Linked DNA regions of Zea mays: regions 1 and 2 are each linked to region 3. A link is a contact called in public Hi-C data. All regions are on one chromosome and are shown on one strand. Each heading gives the region's core, a stretch centred on a gene start, on an enhancer-like site or on the middle of the called end of the contact. The rest is flanking DNA. Distances are from core to core; before and after follow the strand shown.

Evidence for each region. Hi-C and Micro-C count contacts between places; a contact is called where the count stands out from the background.
Region 1: a contact with region 3 is called in a Hi-C map of leaf, with 7 times the contacts expected there. The contact joins the promoter of LOC100282667 here to the promoter of LOC100282160 in region 3. A contact is called at or near these places in 3 of 25 Hi-C or Micro-C datasets (bundle sheath, ear and leaf).
Region 2: a Hi-C map of ear shows a contact between it and region 3, with 2.9 times the contacts expected there. The contact joins the promoter of LOC100381480 here to the promoter of LOC100282160 in region 3. A contact is called at or near these places in 6 of 25 Hi-C or Micro-C datasets (bundle sheath, ear, endosperm and 2 more).

What each region holds. Positions count from the first base shown.
Region 1 is chr4:176,590,016-176,593,605 of Zm-B73-REFERENCE-NAM-5.0, reverse strand. LOC100282667 (actin-related protein 2/3 complex subunit 1B) reads right to left here and starts at 1,281. Exons shown (of 15, transcript NM_001155575.1): 1 at 1,126-1,281. The coding sequence starts at 1,195.
Region 2 is chr4:176,196,129-176,200,064 of Zm-B73-REFERENCE-NAM-5.0, reverse strand. LOC100381480 reads left to right here and starts at 1,493. Exons shown (of 2, transcript NM_001174316.1): 1 at 1,493-1,813; 2 at 1,891-2,445. The coding sequence starts at 1,691. The coding sequence ends at 2,298.
Region 3 is chr4:176,415,590-176,419,650 of Zm-B73-REFERENCE-NAM-5.0, reverse strand. It overlaps LOC100282160, which reads left to right and starts at 1,847. Exons shown (of 5, transcript NM_001155072.1): 1 at 1,847-2,205; 2 at 2,315-2,494; 3 at 2,643-2,712; 4 at 2,814-2,885; 5 at 3,041-3,322. The coding sequence starts at 1,915. The coding sequence ends at 3,096. It overlaps LOC100280961, which reads right to left. Exons shown (of 9, transcript NM_001153881.1): 8 at 3,940-4,032; 9 at 3,420-3,833. The coding sequence ends at 3,567.

The DNA.
Region 1 (3,590 bases), core at 32-2,531, 170 kb before region 3:
TTCCAGACAAATTTAAGATCAAACTCCCTGATAGGTTCAAATGCAAGATAACAGTAACAATAGAAAAACAGAAACACCATGTATGTTTAGCAGAATCACTCTAAAGCTGGCAGTTGCTTTGTTCTTAAATTGCAATAGGGCCTTTTGCATACACCATCATCTATTTTGGGGCATATTTCCTACAAACAATTGTGACAGCCTCCTATACACCATAGGCAACTTCATAATAGAGGAAAGACATTATTTAATCACCCATTTGAAAGGAAATACTTAATACAATCATGAATCACATAGTCTACTCTTCCTACAAGGCTATTGTCACCATATAAAGAAATACATAGCAAAGTCAGGGGTCCATTTGATTGATCCAACCATTTCAGGGAACTTGCTCAAAGAGTCATCTGGCATTGAAGTAGATACCATGCCTAGTTTAGAGTTATACTAGGGCAAAAATGAATGGAAGGGTGTGTCCAGAAGGCACCTGGAGCGAACACCGGTCCATTTTGCTTTATTATGAACATGATGCCAAGACCAGGCCTGGTTCTCATGATGGTCCATGGTCCACATGAATGGAACGCATTGATACCTCATAAGTGTAAACCAGCACAGGAGGTAGCGCAGGTAGCCATGCTTTGGCATCGCCTAGCCACGAGGTCGAACCCATCGAATTTTCGTTTTTGGCTTGGATCATAATGAAGTGCGATTTAAATACGATTGTGCTTTAGCCTAACACGAAACATCCCAGACGCACTGGAAGGTATGGCAGCCTAGGTGGCACAGCAGACCCAGAAAGGGTAAAAGCGAGGACAGGGCAATAGTGAGAAGCAGGGCAGGAGGATTGATCCACCTAGCGATGCGATATGGCCCCGCATCCAGATGCCCAACGGGAGAGCCCGTAGTGCGGGCGTGCGGCAGCCAGAGCGAGACTTTGATCCCCGAGGACGCGAGAGGGCAGCACCGAACAGAAACCCTAAGGAACCCGATCCCCCGCGCGCTAACCTGCGGACGAGCTACGCCGGGCACACGGCGACTGGGCATCGGAACGGACGAGCGGGCGCGGGAGCGAGATCTAGAGCACAAACGGGGGGAGAGAGGAGGCCAGGAGGGGAAGGGCGTTTGTCTTACTCGACTGGTCCGGGCTCCAGGCGTGGCAGGTGATGCACTCGGCGAACTGGTGGATCGCCACCGCCGCCATCGGGGCAGGCGAGGCCAGCGGCGGGACGGGAGGCCGGGACGAATCGGTCGACGCTCCCCTTCCCCCTCGCTGTAGCGCACAGGAGAGGAGAGGTAGAGTGGAGAGAGGCAAAAGGAAATGCTACTCCACCTCCACTATACTACTGTACAGCTATATACTACAGGCCGTCGTTATAGATAGGCTGTCTTTGCTTGCTTTCATTTGTCGCTGGGCACACGCACGAGCGCGGCCCACCAGCAATGGCGGCGGCAGCGAGGGCCCACCGGATGCCCACCTCGCGCAATGCCCACGGGAGAGCAGAGGGCCCAACCAGACCCAGCATGGGCACAAGGTTAGGGTTAGCTTAGGTCCCGTTGGGTTCCTTTGGGTTCTTTTCATAATCCCCTATCTACTATATCTCTACTAATCTCTACTAATCTATATGTATCTATTATAGGCGTCCACACCCAGCTTCACCATGCCCCCGCCGGGCCGCCCTTCCCCACCGCCCCTCGCCTCGGGATCCAGCAGCGCGCATGCCGGCCCCGTCCCCGCCATTCCCGCCCGCAGTCCCCGCCCTTCCCCACCCTGTGCACCAAATGCCCCCCGCCTCCGTTCGCTCGACCCGCTACGCCATCCCCGCTCCCGCGCCCCAATCCTTCTAGCCGGGATGGCCGCCCTGCCCCGCACCCCCTGGGTGTACAAATGTTGCGCGACGGCCACGACCGCGCCCTCTCAAGATGACCGCCCGGCGCATGCTGGATCATGTCCGCCGACAACCGGCCATTAGAAGCTGAGGAGCCCCCGCCCTCCGTCCTCGAGGCCGCCACCCAGCCCCCATTCGAAAACGGTGCCGCCACCTCGCCCCCGTCCGAGATTGGCGCTCGCACCCTGCACCCCGTCCTCGGCGCCGCCGCCACCACCGCCACCTATCACAGCACCGGCAAACTACTCCCTCTCTCATGTGTTCGCTCCCTCCATGTGCATCGCTCCCTTTCTCCAAGCACGAGTGCGTCTCCTTCCCCGCTCGTCTGCTCTCTTCCTCCTCCTGCAGCCCCGCATGCCGCCTCACACCAACCCCTGGTTCATCATCGTGCCTCAAATCCTCTACTCGCCACCGCACATCTCGCTGTCCAAACACATTTCCTGATTTCCTGATTCATCCTCCTCCCATTCATCTTCCTCCAGATCTCGCCTTCGCTCATCGTAAGCAGTAATAAGGGAGTTCCAGGAGGCCGCATCGAGACAGTTGATCTCGTCGAACACCCAACGCGTGAAGGTGAGGCACTTCATCCGTTCGATGTGGCAGCGAGGGGGGCGGTGGACACAGTGGGAGGTGGTGGTGGTGTCCAACGACCGTGGCAGTAGGCGAGGCGAAGCAGCTACCGGTGGTGGGGCGAGAGTGGAGCCCACGTCACATGTTGTACCACGTGCAAGGGGGTTCTTACGCGAGCTCACAATCATCGCCGAGGTGATCTCCTTCGTCATCACAGTCGCCCGAGGCGGCTACTGAGGCGGATGGTGGTGCTTCGAGGCCGTGGCGGTCTAGGTGTGAAATCGTGGAATGGTTGTCCTCCCTTGTTTCTGGTAAGATTTCTGTACCCGGGTTGTGCTTTCTAGAGTTGGATGCAGATTTGGATGATTCTGAGTGGGGCTCGACGAGTTTGGTCCTGTTTTTGGCTCAATTTAGTGCTATTTTTCGTTCAAATTGCTCTGGTTTTGGTTCGGTAGAAAGAGGTTCATGTTCTGGTCCGCTTCTCTGCGTGTTTGGATTTGTTTTGCGCCGTGAAACATGAGAGTTTTTGGGATTTACAAGGATTTCTTTGGCTGATTTGTGTGCTCCATGTCTAGAGTTCCTTGGCGAACAGTCGGTTGGTTTTTTAGTCTGGATTTGGGCATCTCCCGCACGTCTCGATCTTTCCCGCTGTAGTCCATGTTTCCTTGCACATTTGATGCAGGAGGGATGGTTTCTGTTTATGCAATCTTGACGCGCTCAACAAATATATTTTCTCTTCTTTAGGCGCTTGCATCTTCTAGGAAAATGGGTTGGGATTAAGTTTCATGTTTAAGGTACACAGATGTTTTGCTTTCACTAGACCATCACACGTCCTTCGGACGCCCCACAATAGATTGACAAAATTAAATTGGTTGAAGCTTAATAGACAATGTTAGCATCTCATCAAACCAGTGGTAATGCTCATAACTGAGCTAGAAGCATATTGAAAAACACCTTTTAACAACCATCCGTCTCAAGTATTCAAGTGTATGAGACAGTACATTTAAGCGGTCAGCTCATGATCCAAGTGTGTCAGCAGTCAGTGACACGTATGCTTCTATTTTTGGGGTTTCCCCCTAATTCTATTCATCAACAATTAATTGTATGAGTAAGTTTTGATGAATGTTTTTTATCTTAATT
Region 2 (3,936 bases), core at 244-2,743, 220 kb after region 3:
AAGACGAGCACGGGGTGGTGACAAGAAACAAGGCTCGACTTGTGGCAAAAGGTTATGCCCAAGTCGCCGGTTTGGATTTCGAGGAGACTTTTGCTCCTGTGGCTAGGCTAGAGTCTATTCGCATTCTATTAGCCTATGCTGCTCACCATTCTTTCAGGTTGTTTCAAATGGATGTGAAGAGCGCTTTCCTCAAAACGGGCCAATCAAGGAGGAGGTGTACGTGGAACAACTCCTGGCTTTGAGGATGACAGGTATCCCGACCACGTTTTTAAGCTCTCTAAGGTGCTCTATGGACTTAAGCAAGCCCCAAGAGCATGGTATGAATGCCTTAGAGATTTCTTAATCGCTAATGCTTTCAAGGTTGGGAAAGCCAATCCCACTCTTTTCACTAAGACTTGTGACGGTGACCTTTTTGTATGCCAAATTTATGTCGATGACATAATATTTGGTTCTACTAACCAAAAGTCTTGTGAGGAGTTTAGCAGGGTGATGACCCAAAAGTTTGAGATGTCGTTGATGGGTGAGTTGAACTACTTCCTTGGGTTCCAAGTGAAGCAACTCAAGGACGGCACCTTCATCTCCCAAACAAAGTACACTCAAGATCTTCTCAAGCGGTTTGGGATGAAGGACGCCAAGCCCGCAAAGACACCAATGGGAACCGACAGACATGTCGACCTCAACAAAGGAGGTAAGTCCATATGAAGAATACAAATTATTGTTGCAATGGGGTGTATTCTTTCATTTTGTTTATTACATACAATTTAAAAAAATATATGCTATCCCCTCAAAATGCTGTCCAACAACTTTGTTTGGTCATCCCATCAATTTGCTAGGAACAGTAGCAGAGTAGCTTTACTTTGTGAGCAGCTACTAGTGAGAGGGGTCCTTGTGGGTTGATCATGGACGTTGAATCCTTGATGGATGGTTGGATCAGGTATTTTTGTTCTCATAAAATATTCACGCATCATTATAATTTAAATATAAAAGCATAATCGTATAAGCTTAGAGACTGGATCAAAATAATTGTATAACTCAATCCAAACATCTAACACATATGTAGGGGCGCTAATACTATCAAATAGGGATTATGAAACTTGTCAAAAATCTTTTTCAAGTGTGCAAAATGCTTGAGAAAGCAACAGAAATCCATACCAAGTTCATAGTTCATATTTGTGTCAAGTACTAACCTAGAATTTAAATATAATTCATTTTCTATTTTTAATTTTATAAATATTAAAGCTCCTGGGCAGAGAAAAAAAAAGAAATGATAGATCTGAGCAAAGTGCCCAAACTAATGGGAGAAGTATAAAAATCTCTATGCAAAAAGAAGCAATAATGCAAAATTCAAATAATAACAGAAATGAAAATAGAGTTTGAATCCACAAAATTGTCTTTTTATTTTATTATTGCCAACCGACTTAAATTTCCAGTATATAATGCAGCAGCCTACATGGAGTCGGTGCAAAATCTCTAGTCTCGGCATTTCCTTCCTCGCAATATTCTGATCTTCTATCTCCTTCCACCGTTTGCAAGAAGGGCTAGCTTAGCGCACCTCCTTGACGAGGCGGAGAGCAGCGCTGGCGAGAAGGGCTCAGCGCACCTCCTTGATGCGGCGGAGAGCGGCGTCGGCATCAAGGGCTCAGCGCAGGCGGCGGCCTCCACATCCCTCCATCCATGGTTAGAAGCTACGATGGAGACGACGGAGGGCAGCTGCAAGGAATCTCCCGTCGCGCAGACGGTCGCCGTGGAAGGCAGAGACAGAGAATCTGACAGAAAGAACCGCGAGCACCTTTGTGCGGAAGCCCTCTCGCAGGTACGAATTACATGATAAATTTTGTTTGAAAAGCTCTAAGCCTGTGTAATTTTTACCGGCGAACGGCAGTGGTCTAGCTGCCGGGCTCCAAGATTGACGGGGAGTACGACCCCTTAATGCTTGACCTCTTCGTCTACCGGCGTGCCGTTGCTCCGCGGGACACCGCCTGGGAGAGTGCCCCATTGGTCCTCCACGACGAGGGACTCATCACAGTCAGGGTTGGCTGGCCTCCACATGAACCCGAGCAGCCATGGGACCTAGTGGAAGCTATGACGAGGATCCTTGGCCACCATCCGGGCCCAGTATCTTCGTTCCGCCTCCATTCGTCGCTCTCGCCCGACGTGGACACGCTGGGCTGCTGGATGGATTTGCTCTCAGAGAAGGGAGTCGCAGAGTTGATTATCTTCAACTTGTACCAGGACGTATCGACCGCGCAGCTGCCGTTGCAACGTCTCACATCGTACCACCAGTGCGCACGTATGTGACAGTTGATCGCATTAACTTCCATCGTATCCTCGCAGTCGCAGTCGCAGGCGGCAGACAACCTCGATCCATATGAAAATTAGAGTATACTAAGGTTGTCTGCATCAGATTATACATATGATTGTGTAATTTAACACTTAGAATTCTCGAAAGAGTCCCGGTTGCACCGATTCCTCCCACGAGTGCCTAGACGGCATGTGCGCTCCCACGGTCCCCCAACCACGTCAGTTCTCCCAGATCGGCAGATCGTGCAAGCGCATAGATTTAGGAGATCTTTTTATGGTAGTTACAATTAGCGGATGTTGTTGTGGATACGTGTAAGCTATGCTGGTGTGAATCGTAAAATTGTTTGTTAATCGTTATAATTTTATATTGGAATCGGGTGAAACAATTCAATAAAAACAATCATTGGTTGAACTTTAAAATTATATATGCCATAAAAATCATATGTATAACTCATAAAAAAACATTGTACCAGTACCTAAAAACATACACAAGATTGGTTAATGACTTAGAATGTGCATATATTTGTCAATTGTTGGCAAAAATACTATCGACTTATATCATATATAAATGATACTTTTCAGTAGTTACAAGAAGCTTATATCATAAATGATACTGCACATTTCAAGCGTAAAATGTGATTCGATGTATATAACTTTTTCCTTGGTAATACATAAATAATAGATCATCAGCAATTGTACAAAAAAACATGGTTTACATGAAATTTAGTGAAAACATTGACTAAAAATTCTCAGTATTCCGCATGATGATGAACATATATAGATTATTGGGTGACAGTGTTGAATCATGGGTTTCGATCGAACACGTACGCGGGGAAAGAAGTAGCTAGCGTGGGGTTTTCAGAAGGTGGCGACTGAATCAGGGATGAGTAGCAGGCGGCTGCGTACGTTCGTGGTGACGCATGATGCATGGATGATTGGGGTCGATCGATCCGCTACTCGTTCGTTCGTGGTCACGCATGCACGTCTCCTCGTCGAAACATGGGCTGTACTGTACGTCGTCACTGTGTTGAACCGGAAATATATGAGCAGTAGTAGTGCAACAAGCGATGGCGGATGGAATGGAAATAAAAGCAGCTACACTACACTACACCCAGTAGCAGCTATACCAACTGTACTGTACGTAGTACTACGCTGCATGCATGCAGTAGCTTGGTCCAGATCAGAGCGTGTTTTAAGGACACCCCGGCCGGGCCCTGCTAGCTAGCTGTTGTCTCTCGTCGATCTGCGGATGCATTACTTACTACTCCTGCTACTACTATATACACTGAATCTAGACTACTGCTCACACTGTACATGTTGCAAAAGAGAAATGAACGAGGAAGAGATAAAAGAACTCAGAATCTTGCGAGGCATGCACGAGCTTCAAAAGAATATTGTGACAGAATATTACTCCTCACAGTACGCATCATGGCACATAATCTTAGTCCCCGTTTGATTTGATGGACTAAAAGTTAGTAGTTTCATTTAGTCTCTAAATTGCCAAACGGTAGGACTAAAGCAGAGACTAAACGGTAATTAGAATGGACTAAACCATATTAATTGGTAGTATGTTAAGTCATTTCGACAAAGACTCAAGGCCCATAACGACACAGCCCAGTTCTCAATAAACTCAGT
Region 3 (4,061 bases), core at 598-3,097:
TCTCTCAGTCCTATGATTCACTCACTCACCCCTCCCCCTCTTCTCCGTATGACAGGAAATCCCCCTAGAGGGGGAGAGCTCTAAGCTCCCCCTCCACTAATTAATCATATTTACTGTGAAATTACCTATTTGTAGTGTAATTAATAGTTAGCAATGTGTATTACGTATTATAAATATTGTACCAATATTTAAAACTCAAAAAACTAATGTATAAAAATCAAATAGTGCACTTAAAGTATTAAGGGCAGAGCTGAATAGGGGGATTGTTGGAGAAGTGAAGAAATAGGGGGAAGAATAGTTGAGAAGGGGTATTTAAATATGAATAGAAAGTATGAATGGAGGGAATGTTTGGAGAGAGCTCAAGAACAAGGGACACTGAGCTGCCTACAACACGTGGCCCTTTTTGTCCCTCTTCTTTTTTTTCTTTCGCATCTGCTGGCTACAAGAGGACACGCCCTTCTATTCGCCGTATAGAGCAGTGTCTGTGAAGTAAAAGAGAACTATCCTCCAAGGCTTATTTTGAGTGTATTACTCCTGGATTCTTGAATCTTAGCTGGTATGGTATGGTAAGGAGTTACGTTGTCCAGGAGATTCCAACTTACGGATCCACACTGAAAAGTTTGTATTACCCATTTGTTAGGCCCCGTTTCAATCTCACGGGATAAACTTTAGCTTCCTGCTAAACTTTAGCTATGTGAATTGAAGTGCTAAAGTTTAGTTTTAATTACCACCATTAGCTTTCCTGTTTAGATTACAAATGGCTAAAAGTAGCTAAAAAAAGCTGCTAAAGTTTATCTCGCAAGATTGGAACAGGGCCTATATGGTCACTTTAGAGAGGCATGGAGGTTTAATAGACTATGACATTCGTACGTGGTCACCTCAACAAACTTTATTGTTTGACCGAACCATAGATTGAATTGTGTGACATTGTTCTTTGCTCGTATTATTATTAATAGAAAGTAACCTTCTTGGGTGCGGCCCATACGGTCCTGAGCGCACTAAATGAGGCCTCATTGGCCGCGGCCCATTCGATCCTCAACGCACTGGATAAAGCCAGCGTGGCGTGGCTAAACCACTTCGTTTGGCATGGGCCTGTCGGTGCACTTGCCCAAACCATGAGCTTGTACCAAAACTCGCTAGTGGTAGTGGTATTAGTAGTGAAGAACTTCTGCAACTTCAAACTCACCGATTCTCTCGCGGTCAGTTTGGAAGCTAAAATATCGGTGGAAATTAGAGAGAATTTGATAAGCTAAAATCTCTTTATTATTTAAAATTGAATAATAAATAAATTTTAACTCCTCCAATCTTCTCCGTTTTTATGTCTCCCAAACTCAGTGTACCAGATCATATTCCTTTCATTAAAAAAAAGGTGAACAAAGACGCCACCTTATCCACTGCCACGTGACAGGGGGCCAGGGGAATCTCGGCGGCCAGTGGCGGCACGCCACGCCGGCCGGTCGCCCCCGTCGCTGTACAAGATACCCATGATTGGAGCGGGGCAGGTGCAGAGCAGCAACGCCACGGCTGCATGAGATCAAGAAGCTGCCTTCACTTCGCCCACTGCAGCATGCCGTGTCGCCGTCAGAGTTGGGCGCATATCCAGATAAAAAAAACTTGCCTGCTTGCACTGCAGATGCGTTGTTTTTGCTAACAGCAAGCAGGCAAGTCAGCAGCCTAACCTTCTTTGATATTTACAGAGAAGATGAAAAGGAGAACTGGAGAGCAGTAGTGGCAGTCACTTCACTGGTCAAGCATTCCTATCCACCTCGGCCCACCTCCACCTCCCTGACAGTCATTTTGTTATATAAAACCCATCAAGCTCCCCTGCAAGGAGATACAGAACCCTGCAACTGCAAGCTAAGGAGAGTGTGATCACCAACAGCTAGTGCTAGTCCCCCTTCCTTCCATCCATCCATGGCATGCGTCAGCACCTTCCAGAGCTGCCCCATTGCCAGAAGAGCAAAGATCAACACCAGGTCCAGGGGCAGCAGCAGTAGCGTGGCGAAGGGGTCACCACCACCAGCCTTCCAGTTCCAGTGCAGGGCGTCGACTTTCGCGGCGGACACCAGCCTCCGGCTCGAGCTGGACGAGAACCCCGAGGCGATCATCTCGGGGGCGTGGCCCGGGAACTGCTCCCTCCTCAGCTACGACGACCTCCGCGCCTACCTCGAGTCGCAGGAGACGGCGGCCCAGGCAGACGATCAGGTACACTTCGATCTCGCGGCTTCTTCAGTTCTTGTTACCATTGTTTACATCTCCTCCAGCTCTTGCTAACCCGGCCTGGACGGGTCTCCTCCTCTGTGGATATATACAGCGCGGCGTGGCGCTCCTGAGCGAGACCATGTCCACACCCGTGCTGGTGGCCACAGCAGACCAGACCCTGGAGGACGTCGAGTGCCACTTCGAGGCCGTGTCGGGGCTTCCGGTCGTCGACAGCGGCCTCAGATGCGTCGGGGTGATCGTCAAGAACGACCGGGCAAGAGCCTCTCATGGGGTCAGCACCTCGCTCCTCTCCCTCCACCTCTTTCTTTCTCATGGGGCCAGGGCCATGCATGCGCATCAAGCTGCTAGTTTCTCATAGACAGGCAAATAAGAACGACGTACGTCCGTTCAGTTTACCGGTCTGTTTCTACTTGTGACAGTCCAAGACGAAGATATCGGAAGTGATGACATCTCCAGCTATCACACTATCGTCTGACAAAACCGTGATGGGTAATCTTTTTTGCATCGCTTTTCTTTTCTTTTCTTTTCTTTTCTGTTCATGTGTGATTTTTAACAAGTTGAATCTAACAGTGCATGCCTAACGTCTACAGATGCTGCTGTTCTCATGCTCAAGAAGAAGATCCACAGATTACCAGTTGTAAACCAGGACGAAAAAGTAATAGGTACGGTGAGTGAGTGTCAGAATGCTCACAAGCCAGCAGAGATTAAAAAAAAAAACTGCATGCCATACACTTAATTAGTATTATCCTTAATTATCATTGACAACACAGAGATTATATGTTGCAAGGGCTAATGGGGTTCTAAACACTGTCAACAGGTATAGTTACCCGCGCTGATGTTCTTCGCGTGTTGGAAGGCATGTTGAAGATTTAGGAGCGCAGATACCCATGCTCGGAAGCCACAGCCTCTTGTAAATATGTAGATGTGCCCGGGCATGGTGTTTCTGAGTAGCAGCAAAGAGATCTACCATGTATAGGAGTTTCTCCTTGTAAATAATAGTAGCACGCCAGGAGACTCCATCCCAGGTTCCGTACTGCTTGCGCGACCAGATGCTGTAAACTAGCCAGATACTTGAAGACCAATATAAATGGATATGTCTAAAGTAGTGTTTCGGAAAATACCAGCACATGAACATACTGCGGGGGGGGGGGGGGGGGGGGGGGGGGGGGGGGGGGGCAGCTCTAGGGTTCTCCTCCTTGACTACAAAAACGTGGTTCAATTTCATGTCAGTGCTTGTTCGTTTTGTTCTCAATCCATTTGGATTGGATGAGTTACAATCCCAAACAAGTTAAAACATTTCCAATCCAAATAGGAATATAGGATAGAAATAACCGAACAAGGCCTTACAGTTTCACATCCTTTAGAAGCCTTGCAGCCATAGCCCCACATCTTCTGATTTCCCAATCATCCAGGCTGCCGCTCTTAGCTTCTGGTGACGAGCCGGAACAAGATTCGCTCTTCAGTCCATTGTCTTCGTCTTCCCCCAGATTTGAAACAACCTCTTCGTCGTCGTTCCCATTATCGTCGGTAGCCTCAACCTCAGGGATCAATGGTGCCTTCAGGTCCATCATGTAGAGATGTATGTTTGGATGTTGATATTTCACATCCATCTGTCTCAGAATACACATCATAAGCATATATATCAGTCCCGGAACTGACAGCAAACATCAATACGAGACTTGCGTTGTCTGAAACCACTTCTCCACATATCCATACCTTCGATTTAGAGACGGTTTTCACAATGAAATTGCTTTTCCACATTTCCATCATCTTCTCATGGACGGTGGCCGAACGGATCTCGTATCCTAGCTGGATAGCAGGCAACGGTTCAGTAGTTC